Linked DNA regions of Sus scrofa: region 2 is linked to region 1. A link is a contact called in public promoter capture Hi-C data. All regions are on one chromosome and are shown on one strand. Each heading gives the region's core, a stretch centred on a gene start, on an enhancer-like site or on the middle of the called end of the contact. The rest is flanking DNA. Distances are from core to core; before and after follow the strand shown. Region 1 holds the start of TMEM109 (transmembrane protein 109). Region 2 holds the start of PATL1 (protein PAT1 homolog 1).

The links. Promoter capture Hi-C pulls out the DNA fragments that hold promoters and counts their contacts.
Region 2: a promoter capture Hi-C map of liver shows a contact between it and region 1, with 3 times the contacts expected there. The contact joins the promoter of PATL1 here to the promoter of TMEM109 in region 1. A contact is called at or near these places in 1 of 5 promoter capture datasets (liver) and 1 of 47 Hi-C or Micro-C datasets (embryonic fibroblasts).

What each region holds. Positions count from the first base shown.
Region 1 is chr2:10,834,816-10,838,854 of Sscrofa11.1, reverse strand. It overlaps TMEM109 (transmembrane protein 109), which reads left to right and starts at 1,731. Exons shown (of 4, transcript XM_003122670.5): 1 at 1,731-1,885. LOC110259253 (a long non-coding RNA gene) reads right to left here and starts at 1,697. Exons shown (of 3, transcript XR_002341475.1): 1 at 1,610-1,697; 2 at 5-70.
Region 2 is chr2:11,824,548-11,828,586 of Sscrofa11.1, reverse strand. PATL1 (protein PAT1 homolog 1) reads right to left here and starts at 1,771. Exons shown (of 19, transcript XM_021082992.1): 1 at 572-1,771. The coding sequence starts at 586.

The DNA.
Region 1 (4,039 bases), core at 482-2,981:
TCACCATCCAGTTCCACAAGTCTCCAAGGTTAGGTCATTACTTATTGCTGTTGCTGACCTACAGTGGCCCCTGTAAGGAATTCAGGGTGAAGAACAGGATGAACCACTTTTGCTTTGGGAAAACAGGCAAAACAGGTCCTTAGTTAGATAAAGCAGGAAAAAAAATTTATGAACCCCAATTCTTGCATCTTCCCATACTTAGAAAAGCACTAAAGTCATTAACTTTGATACCTGTGCCTCATGAGTAGCAGTAACCTTCTACTGAGATGTAGGCTGGATTGTCCATACTCCTTAGCCAAAATCACGAACATACTGGCCTCTCCCCCAGCTTCTCTGGAGCAGTTCCTCAGAGCTATGGGAGAGGCCGTGTCCCAGGCTATAGTCTTCAGTAAGACCCTAAAAAATACTCAACTCACTGCTCTTATGTTGTGTGTTTTTCTTTCAGACAATTTTCTGGGAAGAAGGCAGAATTAGAAAGATGATTCAGAGAGGGACAGAAAAAAAAGTTCTGGCTTAAGAGTGTTGGGTTTCAGGAACTATTTTAATATCAAAGGGGAGCTTCTATGGCAGCCAAAAGTGATAAAAGCATTTGAACAGCAACTTAGGTTTTTTCTTTTTTTTTTTCAGCGTTCACTCTTTTTCATTAAATCTCCACACCTACTGTGCAGTGAAAAGGTATTTTTAAGACCTTCTAGTACTTTATACAGTCAAAAAACAAAATTCAACTGACTAAGTTTCAAAGATCGAATTGGCTATAAAAGATTCATGAATCAGGCAACATACCATCTCTCCAAAGGGCAACAGTTAGGGAAAGGTTTTTAAAGGCCAGGATATGGATGCCATCAACAGAAAAAAAAAAAAAAAAAAAAAAGATTATCTTAGGCACAGGTAACCTAACTATGGGGAACAGAAAGGGTCTACATGGCAGGTTATCATCATCTTGGGGACTGGCCCCAGGTGACAGATTACCTCATTGGTGCTGACCAAAAACTTTCTGACTGGTTAAGACAATTTCTGGGGGAGGTTGAAACTTAGGTTAGGTATTAAGCCCCGATTTGGGGGGCTTGTCTTAGTATAGGTAACACCATTTGGAGTCCAGGTTTCCTTTTTCACAACAGTAAAATTGAAAAAAGGAGACCCAGATAGATGAAACGACTTAGGCAGCCTGTTTCATCTCTCTGGCAAAGGAAAACCTCATTCCAAATCCTCGTGATTCCCCATCATGACGCTGCCTTTTGGATAGACATGGGGTTTGGGAGTTGGTTCCTTTCCTTCTCTAAAATTGAGGGAACACCTGGGAGTCATCCGCAGAGTTAGGGTGTGGAAATGGTCTCAGAGGGAGCGGATGCATTTTCCTCAGTTGTGCTCTTCTTACAGCTCCTCTAACACCCCGTCCCTTTGTGCCTTTTTTAGCGCGAAAAGTTTCTCAAAAGACCGGGTGCTTTCAAGTGCCTCTTCCTTAGAACTACATTTCCCACAATGCGGCAGGCGACTCCATGTGCTGGAGAACTACATTGCCCGAAATGCCAAGGGGGGTTTGGGGGCGGCTAAACTTCCACTCCTAATTCAAAGAGCCAGTTTACCCACTCTATCGCCCAGATATACTCACTTCTTTCCCCTTTCCCGCCAGGGACTTCCGTTCCCAGGTCAAACTTCCGACCCCATTCTTCTCTGGGTGGAAATGCTTGGGAAAAAACGTAATCAGAGGGTAGGGCGCATGCGCTGACCTGCACCAGATTGATCCCGGGAGGGAGGCTGCCCTGTCCCCGGGCTCATCCCGCCTTGCGCGTGCGCAGACGATAAACCAACGCCCCAGGATTGAGGCGCGGGTTTAGTGGCGCGTTTTAGTGAAGTCGCACGTGAAGGATAGCGTGGCCGGAGCCGGGTGAGTGCGAGCCGAGACTGGCGCTCGGGGGGCTGCACGCGAGACGGGGAAGCGGCGGCAGCTACAAGCGGGACTACGGCTTAGCCGCGAGGCCTGGAGAGCACTAGTGGGGAGGGGTCCGACGTCGCTCCGCGGGGAAACAAACTGGGGACCCGGATCCTTGTTGCTATGCAACAGGGGGCGTCGTTACTAGGTAACAAGAGAGGCACGCCTTTCCGGGGAGAAGAGCGTTCCGACCGCTGCTTGGAGAAGGTCCGGCCGATGCTAGGTGGCTGTCAGGCTAGAGGTCGAGGCTAGAGTTGAGCCCCTCGCCCCCTACTCCCGCTCACGGTCCAGCCTACCGCAGCCTCGGTCGGAACCTTTTGGGGTACCTCGAACCTCCCGGCCGCTCCGCGTCCCTTCCCGGCGACGCCACCCGGCAGGCTTGGCAGGGAACACACTGTTCGAAATAGCACATGCATGCCACTGACACCCTGTCTTGGGGAGGCTGGGCCCTGGGGAGGGCGCCGCGCGCCTGGGAACCTGCCCCTTTGCCCGTCGCCCTGCCCCCAAACAGTTGCTGGGCAGCAGCTGTCAGGGGTTTAGCGGGGGCTGCCCCCACCTGCCAGGACGCTGACTTCATTCTCCTCTGTGGCAGCTTCGCCCGATCTAAGAGCTTCCTTTCCACGCAGCTGTGCTTTTCGGGTGGCCGCTACATATTTGGATTAACTTTAAAATAGTCTCCTCTCCGCACCTCTCCATGGCTTTCCATTGCTACTCTCTCTAGCCGCTTCTTGGCCGGCTTCTAGTACTCATTTAACAAGCATTTATTAATCACTGTTCTGTGCTAGGCGCCGGGGATTCCAAGACAAGTTAGCTGTCAAGTCTGCCGGGAGATGCTCAAAGTCTAATGGGGGAGGCAGTCATAGAAACTGCTAAATTATGCTACTAGGCAGTAAATGGTATATTGACAGTTTGTGTACTGCAATATTCCTATGTTTACCATTTACGAAGTTCTTGCAGAAACATTTAACTCCTTGCAATCACTCTTAACTTTGCTGGTCCCCATTTTACATTCGCAGAGACTGAAACTCTGATAGGTTAAATACTAGGCATCAGGTAGTGGCTTCTAGTGGGTGGCAGAATTGAGCCTGGGACAGAACGAAGTCTAGGGTCCTTAGCTTTGCCCACAGTAGACTTTTCTCTGTGCTTGGATCATCTGTGACAGCCATCTCAGAAATTTCTGAGGAGCTCTAAAAACAAAAGGCTGAGCCCGCCTCTGAGAGAGTCTGAGTAAGGAAACCTGCAGTCGAGGGGGGAGGAGAAGACACCCTGCTTGAAGAGGCTCAGATCCTTCTGATGGGCCACCAGAGTGGAGACCCCCTGCTTCATGGGGGGAGATCCAGCAACGTTGGGGACATCAGATCCAGCAGAGGGGCACTAAGTCAGCTGCCCCTTCTGCCACGTAGTGATTCATAGTGCAAAAGGAAGCTAACGGAGGAAGGAGCCTGCCGGGGTGTGTGGACTGCCCCACCCTGCCCTTTTAGTAAACCACAGCTAAACATATAGTGCCTTCTCACGACCATAGTTAAGTGAGGTTGGTTCCTCCACTCTGCCAGGGTCTCCTGGCCCTGCCTGAGCCGTTTGGCAGCTATCTGAACAAAACTGCAAAACAGCAGGTCTAGTCCCAGTTTTGTGCTATCCTCAAACCTCTTGGTGCAGAACCATGACATGTAAGCCCAGCAGGTGGGTCCTCTTCTCGTGGTTGGTCTCCTCGTGGGAGTCCTCTCACTTGGAGATTGTCGACTTGGGGGCAGAATTCCAAGTACCTACCTGGAGGGGAGAGACTGTATCTTACTGAGGCAGTGTGGGGGTGTGGAAAGGGCAAAAGGCAAGGTTTAGATCCTCAGTTCTGGAGTCAAGTCCCAGTCCTGCTATGTGAACTTCAACACATCCCTTGATCTCTCAAAGCCAGAGTTTTCAGGGTAAAATGGGGAGAGTAGTGGTATCTTATAAGATTGCTGTAATGGTAGTGGGTTAGACTCATGCTGAAGGGAAAAAAAAAAAAAGGAATCCTGTTAAAACAATTTGAAGAAACAGAACAGCCAGTGATTACTCTTATCTGCAAAGCACACACTCCCAAATTGTCTTAGATTTGGTTTCCAGTGCACTTCA
Region 2 (4,039 bases), core at 522-3,021, 990 kb before region 1:
CCATTCGCCCAGAAAAAACTTCTGCTGGACACGCCCCTTCCCCACTCGGAGCTCTCATCAGTAAACAGTCTTCCGCCCCAGTCAAAGGGCAAGTGCAGGCCCGGGTGACCTGACGGTTGCCTGCGAGTAAGGGGCTATGTGTAATTAATGCGAGATGATAGTTCTGGGTCTTAGGCGGGAAATGCGTCCCTGGGCTTTACCCTGTGGCTCTTCCTTAAGCCTTAAGTGCCACCGGGTGGGTGCAAGGCTCTCAATGCCGAGCCCCACCGGGGGTACGGTGGGGTGGGGGGTGGTTGGTTACCGCACTTAACGGGCCCTCCCCACCCCCAAACAGAGGTCAACTCTCCTCAGTAGCAACTGATAGGACAGTCCCGCCCCCACGAAGCCAGCTCACAGCCCTTGGACTAAACCCGCGACCCCAGAGCCCACACACTCTGCTCGGTCCTGCCGGCCCCTCCGCCCCCCCTTTTCCCCCCGAGGGGCGCGGACCGACGCGCTGAGCGTGAGAGAAACAGAGAGGGGGGCGCGTGCCGGCGGGAGGGAGGGGTCACTTCCGGTCGCAACAGCTCACCTCGTAGCGGAACATTCTTGGGGAGGGGGGGGAGGGAGCGGGGAGGGGAATGGGGGAGGGAGGGAAGAAGCGCTGACTCTCCGGGCTCCTCCGCGCGCGGGTCCTCCACCGGCTCGCGACCCCTGGCCGCCGCCGTACGCCGGAGCGTGCGTGGGAACGTGCGCAGGCGCGCCTCGGGGAGGGCGGCCGCCCCGCTCCGCGCCCGGCGGCGGCGGCTGCGCGGGGACAGATTTGGCGTCCCGCTTCCTAGTCTCGGCGGCGGGAAGGAGGTCCCGTGGCGAGAGACTGCGCACGCGCCACCCGTCGGGGGCTTCCTCGCGATCCGAACCTGTAGCTCCGCCCCCGGCTTCTCTGCGCCCGCCCGACGCTGAGGTTCGAGTCACGAGTTTTCCGTCACCGACGGGGCGGAGAAAAGCCTTGTGATTGTCACAGGATATGGCTTTGGAGAGTCCCAGGCTTAGCTTAGGCTGGGAGAAATGGACATTCCTGGGCACTTTTTCCAGCGTCCAACACCGTCTTCGGGTTGCTTGGCGGTCTTCACGACATACGATAGGCACCGAGTGGAGGGGAAAAAAGTTAAAGTTCAGGTCATCGAAAGGGGCTGAGTTCGTCGCCACTTTCAGCGGCACGTCACCCGCTGAGTCAACAGCAGGTCAGGGCTGTGATTTATGTGTCTCAGAGATGAAGGCTTTTTTTTCCTCTTTTCTTTAAACCGAAGGCTTATTAGGGAGGTTCAACCAGGGAGGTATTTTTAGGGCTCAGGCACATCAAGCGTGTGGAGTGAGGGAGCCAAAAAAGGCAGCACAGCCGTGGGCAGCAAGGTCATCGAGGCTGAGTGCGCCGTAGGGTGACACCACCTCCTTAGAGGATCAGGACCAGAAAAGCATTTGTCCAGGTGCCTTGGCAGCCTGTTTTCAGAAGTCTCTTTGGAGAACTGTTATCTCCGCTAGCCGAACTCACTCTTTCCCCTTGAAGACTAAACTTGGCTACGAAATTTAGTCCTTGCACCACGAATTCTTGTGCAGTTTCGCAACTCCTTTCTCCGGTGTCTTAAAGTGCAGCCTCGCCTGGGAGTGGCATAGAGTAAATTCCTTACGTGGTGGTATGACCGGATTAATCAGAGCCTGAGTAGTGGAAACTTGGATTTGGAAATAGAAGTTCTGGGTGGGAATCAGTGCTTTGCCACTGGGCCGTCAGATTTGGGGCAAGTTACCTAAACGTGTCTGAGCCTTAATTTCTTTGGAAAACGGGATTAATGATACCTGCCTCACAAAGTAGTGGTTCAATGGCATGATGATTCCAGTAGTACTTCTACTGATGGTTGAAGTCTGCCTTATGCCAATCCGGTGAGGTAGGTGGTATTATTTTCTCCATAGATGAGGAATTTGAGGATTAGAGATGTTAAGCAGTTTATCCTAAACCACTCAATGGCAAGCGGCAACCAGGTCTCTCATTCCAGAAACCCAGTCTCTTAATCATTGTGACAGTTTAACAAAAGAGGATATTTACATGGGACAGACCTAAATGTTAAAGTGGAGCAGGCTGGGGATAAGATGATAACTTTTAAGCACGCATAGAACACTACAAAAGTTCATGTATTAGGTAGGGGCACTTCTTAACAGTGAGAATTGGTGCCATATAGACCAAAGGTTGGGAAAGTGTGACCCACAGCCAAATCTGCTTAGCTGCCTTTTTTTTTCAAAGTAAAGTTTTGTGGGAAGACGGCCATCTTCATTTATTTACATATTGTCTTTAGTTGCTTTGGGGCAACAAAGGCATAATTGAATACTTTCAATGGAGGCTATTTGGCTAGCAAAGCCTGAAATAATTACTCTGGCCCTTTACGGAAAGAGTTTGCTGATTCTAGATGTTGCAGATCAAGTTTTCTGATCATTATGTCAGAATTTTTTTTTTTTTTTTTTTTTTTTTTTGGCTGCACTGGTGGCAAATGAAGTTCCCGGGCCAGGGATCAAATCCAAGCCACAGGTGTGACCTTTGCCACAGCTGTGGCAACACCAGATCTTTAACTGGATCTGCACCAGGCAGGGAATGGAAATTGTGCCTCAGCAGCGATTGGAGCCACCTCAAATACAACACTGGATACTTAACCTACTGTGCCACAATGAGAACTCCAGACATCAGAACATTTTAAAAAACTCCACACTTCTAATTAATGGACTGCTTGAGAAAACATAGTGGAAAGTAGATAAACTTATTAACGTATAAAGACTTGAGATACAGCTAAAGCAGTTTCTATGAGAGAATAGGAAAGCCTGAATGTAAATGAACTATAGGATGATGTCAAAGAAAGGATAAATAAGGAAATAGTAAAGAGCAGAAATGAAAGAAACAGAAAACAAGATAGAGATGGTCGATAAAATTATGTTTTTCTCATGCAACAGCTGTCTTTGAGGGAGATGAATGAGGGCCACTTTAGGCAAATGTATTTTCTTGAGCTGTGTAGGCCCATTATTAAGATGGAGAGGGTAAAAATTCTTTTCACAAGTAATTCTTTCGAAATAAGATATGAGGCCTTTGGAGAGTGTCTCTTGAGTGAGTGGAAGAAAAGTCTCTCCTGCACACCAGCTAGGTGGAAAAGGCGATTGACAGTTGAGAGGCGACATCAATTAGCATCGCTATCATGCTTTCTCTGGCCTTGCCATCCTTTTTCCAAAGGTTGTAAAAAAAATCCACTGCGGTATTTACAGATTCTATACATCCTATTTCTTAGATCATGGTAAAGGAACAAAATGTACTTTTTGTGAGCCTAGTTTCAGATGATGTATTAATTTTCATCAAGTAATGTACAACAAGTGTTATACAACAGCTTCACCAGGAGGGCTTGTTAAAATAGACTCCTGGGAGTTCCCCTTGGGGCTCTTTGTTAAGGACCTAATGCTGTCTCTGTGAGGGTGTGGGTTTGATCCTTAGTTTCACTCTGGGTTAGGCTGTGGCATTGCTGCAAGCTGCAGCATGGATCAAAGACGAGTCTCTTATCTGGTGGCCATGGCTGTGGTGTGGGCATGTAGCTGCAGCTCTGATCCGACCCCTAGCCTGAGAACATCCATATGCCACAGGTGCTGCCATAAACAAGAAAGAAAAACAAAAACCAGACTCCTGGGCCACCCCACTCCCCAGATTTTCTGATTCAGCAGGTCTGCAATGGGACCTAAAAATTGCATTTATATGAAGTTCCCAGGTGATGCTGATGCTGTTGGTTCTAGGACTAGGCTTTGAGAATGGTTGCTTTTAAACATTGTCCTCGGGTGCTTGCAAAGGTTATAAAGAGGTGGGGAAAAGAGTGGTGGGCTGCCCAGAGGGTCATTTCTCATGTAGTCTACAAGGTTGTAACAAATGTCCTAGAAAGTTACAGGGAGGAACCCTTGGTGCAGCAGATTTTAGGACAAAAGGCTTAGCAATATAATAGAAATTAAAATATAATGCAAAACTTGTAAACAAGGCCACAGA